Linked DNA regions of Callithrix jacchus: region 2 is linked to region 1. Evidence: chromatin contacts called from public Hi-C data. All regions are on one chromosome and are shown on one strand. The core of a region is the stretch at or near the end of the contact, and the rest is flanking DNA. Distances in the headings are between cores, read along the strand shown.

What was found. Hi-C and Micro-C count contacts between places; a contact is called where the count stands out from the background.
Region 2: a contact with region 1 is called in a Hi-C map of skeletal muscle, with 4 times the contacts expected there. The contact joins two enhancer-like sites. A contact is called at or near these places in 2 of 3 Hi-C or Micro-C datasets (both in skeletal muscle).

What each region holds. Positions count from the first base shown.
Region 1 is chr15:12,544,779-12,548,067 of calJac240_pri, reverse strand. KLHL6 (kelch like family member 6) reads left to right here. Exons shown (of 7, transcript XM_078350247.1): 7 at 1-3,289. The region is part of intron 4 of LOC118147844 (a long non-coding RNA gene); the gene reads right to left. Among named protein-coding and RNA genes, the nearest start is that of MCF2L2, 43 kb to the right of the region's middle. Within about 2 kb of position 1,512, at least 1 of the 16 cell types and tissues checked has an H3K27ac peak or open chromatin away from gene starts, as enhancers often do. A contact at or near this core is called in skeletal muscle, where this site is marked.
Region 2 is chr15:12,639,295-12,642,812 of calJac240_pri, reverse strand. All of the region lies in intron 5 of LOC118147844 (a long non-coding RNA gene), which reads right to left. Among named protein-coding and RNA genes, the nearest start is that of KLHL24, 28 kb to the left of the region's middle. Within about 2 kb of position 2,167, at least 2 of the 16 cell types and tissues checked have an H3K27ac peak or open chromatin away from gene starts, as enhancers often do. A contact at or near this core is called in skeletal muscle, where this site is marked.

The sequences.
Region 1 (3,289 bases), core at 263-2,762:
ACCCAGTGGACTTTATTTTCACCTATGATTTCAGTTCTCTTTATAGAGTTTATTTCATAGCCAGAGCGGCCTGATCCTCTCAGCAGTTTGGGAAGTTAGAGTATTGGAGTTGACAGTGAATTTAATTTTCATTAAAAAGTCACGGTTAGAAGCTAGTATCTGAAACAGATTTTAAACCCCTGGAAACTTAGAGGTGAGATTTCTGTTTATGCCAGATTGTTGAAGATAAATATAAATGTGTATTGGTGTGTGAAAGGCTCTTGCCTTAAAGGCATGACAGTTCAGCTCTCTGCTGTGAAAAGTAAGACAGAGCAATATAAGCATACTTGTGGAAATTTAGGACAAACTATCACTTACTCATGAGCACTGTAATAACCATCACAGCTGCCAATGCAAGCAATGTCATCTAGGTCAGTTCAGCAAACATTCATGGAGTTCTTCATGTTTTTCAAGCCTTGAGGACACCAGTGAATATCAAATCTCCATGCTAGTCACTAATACGGAAAAATAGGCCACTAGTTATATTCTTGTTTTTCTTTTCTTCAAGTTAGCTAAAATTAGGTCATATGAAGTTATGAGGCTGGATCCAAGTCTCGATTGCCTCAAAGGGTCAAGGTGGTAAGCAGTGCAGGAAAGTCAACCAGTGGCCACTGCTTACATGTTTGTCTTTCCAAGGTCGCCACCAGAACCATTTGTGAACTACAGGAAAAAAATCAGTGTTGCTCCAAACACTACTGCAGGGAGGAACTTCTGGAGATGGCGGTATTGGCACACACAGCGAGCCTCCCCTCAAAAAGAGCGCGCTCCTTGTCAGGGAGCGGCTGGCAGGCCTTCGATAAGACCGATTGGCAAACTTCGAGCCCATCAACAGGTCAACCCTATACTGAGTTAGGTCAGTTCAGGTCACTCCTATACTGGGAAAGTGAGGATTTGGAATTTCTGTGCTCTAAACCTGATTGTAAATGTAGGACCCAAGTTTTTGGACTACTTCAGAATACCTACATGAATCATGGAAGCAGTTTTTATGATTTCTTATGGCACCAGATATGCAGGTGAATTGCGGAAAATTTCATGTAGCTGGCACCAAGCAATAGGGATTCCTAATGATGGCATGGGGTAGGGAACAGACACACCTATTTACAGGGTTCTGTACTTGAAGCTGCCCTTGAACTCAAAGCCAGTCTGTAGCTCTTAGAGAAAGTAAGTTCAAGTCATTTGGGGGAAACTTAAGTATAGTCATCAGGGTTTTGGTTTCTAGGCACTTGCCAGGGATGAGAGCTTCTAAAATCTGAAATCCATTCCAAGAAATAAAGACAAACACATTTGCAGGAAGGTAACTGTTATCACCCACACCGTCAGTTGGGGGAAAGCCAAGCTGGGAATTAACCCAGAGACAGAGAGCCCTCAGACTCGGGCAGGACGTGGCAGGGTGTTCCAGCACAGCAGGCTGGATAAGGCAGATCCTAGGAGTGGATCGAGCGCCCCAGGCTGGGAAGACACAGATGGGGTAGGAGGAGGTCAGGTTCCAAGGATGATATGAGGGGCCCTGGAGTTTGTGAACTTGACTCTAGTCCCAAGAAGGGTAAGGGAGAATTCCAGGCAAGGAAATAAGGAAGGAATCCACTTTTTAGAGCAGAGGCACAAGTTGGAGCAGGCTCAGCATTTGGGCCCACTTGCTGTGGGGCCTCTGAGCTGCTCAGCTGGGTCTCCTGTCCTAGAGAGAAGGTGGCCCAGAGTTGTGGTGGAGCAGAATCTGTAGATGAGGTGAAGGGACCCTGGTTGCCAAGGCTAATCTAAAACAGCAGGGAGCTAAGCTCATCACAACACCAACAGGTTCATGTTCTTAGCTTTCATCTATTCTGATCTCAGTGGCTTCAGGAAACACACACATACACCATGCCCTTGAACTCAAAGCAAACTATGCACTCAGGGAAATACAAATATCATGTTCTTATAGCTGTAAAGTATAGCTTAGCTGTTTATAGAAGTTGTTGAGGTACTGTTGTTATTTACTTAGCCTGTTTTATTTTGAAAAATAAATGTACTCAATAGAATTTTAAACTTTGTAAACACCACAGGGATTTCTTGTGTAAGTCCCAACGTGGGTTTGCAAACTCATTTTTTCCCTTGGTATCTAGGTGTTATATTACATCTCGTAATTTTAAGAGACAATCTTTATAGAAATCCACACATATCCAAATATGGCTACTGCAAAACCAGTTTTGACAGGTCAGATTTTCATATGTAGCGGCATAAATAGTCAACACTCAGTGAACAAAATCCTTTAAGCATTTTGGTTACATAAAGTTACATAAAGTTGTGTATTTTAGGTGATCAAAGAAGAAACTATATTGTTTATAGGTTTTAAAAACCAACCCAATAAAGTTTTTATTTATTCAATAAAATATGCACAGAATGGCTGAAAATGTGCTCTATACAATCACAAGGTGATTTTTTTTTTTTTTGCTGTTTTTGGTGTATATAAATAAGTCGTGTCTGAATAAAAATTAATTTAGAGAACAGAAATTTAAATCAGTTCAGTCGGTTCAAGGGGTTTTAGGTAAGTTCATAGGTTAACATTCACCAGGCTTGATTTCTAAAATGTCACAGAGTAGACAGCGTTTCCCTCCCTAACGATGCATTGCCTGGCTGAGCAAGCTTTCACCAACCTATATGCAAACTGTGTGACTCTCCTCTTGTCCGGCCTCACCTCTTCTTACTGGAGACCCCATCTAGGCTTTTGATCTTGGGTCTGCCTCTCAGCTCACCTCCACCATGGCTCCTGTGTTGTCTCTGAAGCCCTCCCTCGTCTGTGCTTCTCAAATTGGGACACACGTAACTTGGGGTATGAGACTTCCCTCTGACCACTGGAAACCTTGTCATCAATTTAGTTTGCTTTGGTTGCAATGCAAGAGTCCTATGTATCCGAAAAGGAAAATTGAGGTTTTAAAGAAATCTGGGGTTCCAGGAATAGCTTCAGACCTTTCCCTCTGGGCCTCCCCAGAGGTAGCTGTTCTGCCTTAAGAGTTCTTGGTGGAAACCTTGGGAAGCACAGGCCCAGCTCCCTCACTGGTTGGGGGGTATTCTGGGGTGATCTTGGGCTCCGGATCTGACTGCCAGAGCACCAGCTGTGAGTCCAGCGGAATTCTGACCTTAACTTTGCTGCTGAGCCTTCCAATTACCCCACTGGGTCTAAGTGATAATGTCATGTCTGGGCAGTTTGGCTGGGACCAGGCATCTGCCCAGCTTGTCTTGGCACCTCCCAGTGCACCTGCTGCTCCCTGCTGGT
Region 2 (3,518 bases), core at 918-3,417, 94 kb before region 1:
GAGTGACAATCCCTTCCATGCAGGGGACCCAGGTGGAGACCTTCCTCCTTGTGATCAGAGCATGTACCTACACTGGAGCCCTCAAGACCTTTGAGGGCTGGATATGTCTGGTGTACACCCAACTAACAGAAGCTCCAAGGTGACTTGGATGAGATGCGGTGAGTCACAGAAGCAATGAGAGATCTGGGGATATCAGAGCACGTTTATAGCCCACATTCCCTCCTTCACAAGCAAATTCAAATTGCAAATAGCAATAGATGCCAATGACCATTTGATCAATGTGCTATGGTGGAAAACACATGGGCTTTGGGGGTCAGAGACACCTGGGCTCAGATTTAATCTCTGTCACATATGGCTTAATGATCTCGGGAAATTTGTTTAACCTCTCTGAACCTTAATCTCCATCTATGACAAAATTACCCTTTTGCAAAGTTGTTTGGGTTCTGTGGTTTGATATGTGGAAAGGACCCAACAAATAGTGGAATGATCATTATGGTGGCAGATCTTTGACTGTCAGCTCAGCATGCTAAGACACTTCACAGGCATAATAAAATGCAAATTCTGCCTTACCTTTCTCTTCCTGTCTCTGTAAACCTTAGAGGATTTGAGCCTTGTAAAGAAACCAAATAGTTTAAAACAAAAAGTTTAATTTCAAGTGAATTTTGGTCAAGGTTGATATCCAACGTGTCAATTTGAGTTGGGTTTTGTGACTCAATGCAGCAAGAATCCTAACACAGCATAGAACGCAATGCTTGACCGTGGCGGAACCCTCTAACAAATGGTTGCTGTTCTCACTGTTGCCTTGGCCCATGAAGTCCATGAAGGTCATACCCCTAGCCTGGGGCATTCCCGAAACTCAGTCCGACTGTCCTTGAAATATTTGCTATTGGTTCTATCCATAGAGTACACCTGTGGTCCTACCCATCGAGTATACCTGTTTCTACTTCCCTCTCTTATTCATTAAGTCAGCCATTGATCCATTCATTATGTCCCAAACTAGGAAAAAGAGTTTCCTGTAACTGAAATCATCAGATAACAAGAGACACAGGGGTTCTTCAGTATCCCCAAAAGAGCCTTCAGTCGAAGCCAAGAGGGAGTGAGACAGGGGATCTGGTGTTGGTGCTCTATGAGGGAAGCCTTGTTCTGTCCCTGCGGTTAGCGTTCTCTTACCTTTGGACAGTGCTTAGCCAGGCTGTTCCCATCTGCTGTTGACAGCTAATGGTCTTTTACAGGCCTGAGCTGATTCATGTCCTGCTTGACCCTGACTGATTCTCACATCAGCCTCCTGGACTTGTCTGTCCTTGGCCTAACTTTAATTATTCAGTAACAGCTGCTGCCTCCTTCTCTGGTGCAGCCCCAAGCTGGGCCTGGCTTCCAGCTGGCTTGATGAGAGCAGGCCTCCAGGGGAGCTGGAAGATAGATTCTGCATGTCTTTGCAGAGGGGTGTTTTCCCTGATAGCATATCCCCTTGGAGTGGCAGAGAATTACTCTTCTGCAATCTTTGCCATTCGCAGAAGAGTTTTCTTCTATCTGAGTTCACCATTGCCAGAGAAGGCCGGAGGAGCAGTGTTTATCACATAAGGAAAGTGGCCTTGGATGTGAATCACCCTCATCCGGCAGTGAACCAAAAACACCACTCATTCTGCCTCTCCTGAGAACCAGAGCCAAGAAATTACAAACTGCATTAATGTGCTAGAAAAATACCCCAGCAAAGGCTTCAGGGCGGGGAGTGACTGGGGTCAGCGCTATGTCATTAGTCAGGTCTCAGGCAACAAGGCTGAAGTCTCTTCTTTTAGCAGCCTGTGGGTCCAGTAATACTGGGAATGTGCCTCCATGGTGTTAAGAAGGTGGGATGAGGGACTCAGGGAGGAATGAGTGCTCCTGGGCCTGGGACTAAGCATTCCAGGTGGCCCGGTGCCATTCTCAGGACTGGAGATAGTTCTACTTGCAGGAGTGGAGCCAGGGTACAAGGATCACAGTCAGGTCAGATGGGGGAGGGCTGTTCGCTTGAAGCAACCTGATGCCACGTGGCCAGGGTGGGGAGCTGAAATCACCCCCAGAACAAGCAGCATAAGCAGAATGAAGAAAGTGTGAGGAATGGCCACAGGGGCTGGTTCCACAGGAAGGCTGTGGACAGCCGATCTGTGAGGGGTTTCCTTCCCTGTGGGGCTGGTGTGATCTGGGGACGGATGTGAGGGTTTAAAGTAGCTGCATAGGGCACAGCTGGAAGGTTGAGCCTGGAACCTGGTGGCAGGGGACTCCCTCAGTTTCGTAGGGCTGTGGCAGTGTAGGACTGATCCAATTCCTGACATAGTCTGCTGCTCTAACTGCAAAACTCTCTTCTGTGGATCTGTAGGATTTTTTTTTTTTTTCAGACGGAGTCTCACTCTGTCTCCCAAGCTGGAGTGCAGTGGCGCAATCTTGACTCACTGCAACCTCCGCCTCCCGGGTTCAAGCAATTCTCCTGCCTCAGCCTCCTGAGTAGCTGGGACTACAGGCACATGCTACCATGCCCAGCTAATTTTTGTATATTTAGTAGAGACATGGTTTCACCATATTGGCCAGGATGGTCTCAATCTCTTGACTTCATGATCTACCCGCCTCCGCCTCCCAAAATGCTGGGATTACAGGTGTGAGCCACCACGCCCGGCCTGATTTTTTTTTTGGTTTTATTTCCATGATCTGTGATAACAAAGTGTGGACTGTTCTCACCCCAAACGTAACTATGAAATTTGCAAGCCTATAAACAACCACCCCGACGTTTTAGTTGCTTTTCTCAGGTCCAAGATGAAGGCTTTGGTGTCTCACCCACGCTGAGCTCTGGGCTGTCACAGAGGCACAGTTGCTCGATTTTAGACAGTCTCCGATCTCTTTATCAAGATCAGCTACAGCCCTGCAACCTTCTGATCCACAAATCAGGCGGCGATGGCTTTGCTATCTGTCTTCCATCTTTTCTTTATATCTATCTGTGATGCCCTTCTCAAATATTTTTCGTCATGCCATCTAATCCTTTTGTTGTCTACCAGCAGAAAATAAAACCTTAAATGTTTTTTAAATGTGATTTTGTGTGTGTGTGTGTGTGTGTGTGTGTGTGTGTGAACAGAGGAAATCAGAGAGAGCTGTGATAAACCTGAGAAAGACGACAACATTTTGAGGAATATCTGACCACTGGCTGAATTTGAACAATAATAATGTGATGGCAATAGCAGCCGAGAGATCCGGGCTCCAGTCCTACTTGAGCCTCCAGTTAACAGCATGACCCCTGAAATCACTCAGCCTCTCTGAACCCCATCTGTCAAATGAAATAGTGACTAGGTCACGGCTTCTCAAGTTGTAACATACACTCAAATTACTGGGCTTTGTTAAAATGCAGATTCTGATTCAGTAGGTCTGGGATGTGTCCTGAGACTCCCTCCGCATCGGAGATAATGCTGTTGCTGCTGGTCAGACTTGCCTAGCAAGGGCTTAGAGGACCTCCAAGTAGTTCTCAATCCTAGACATATATCAGTATCTCCTTG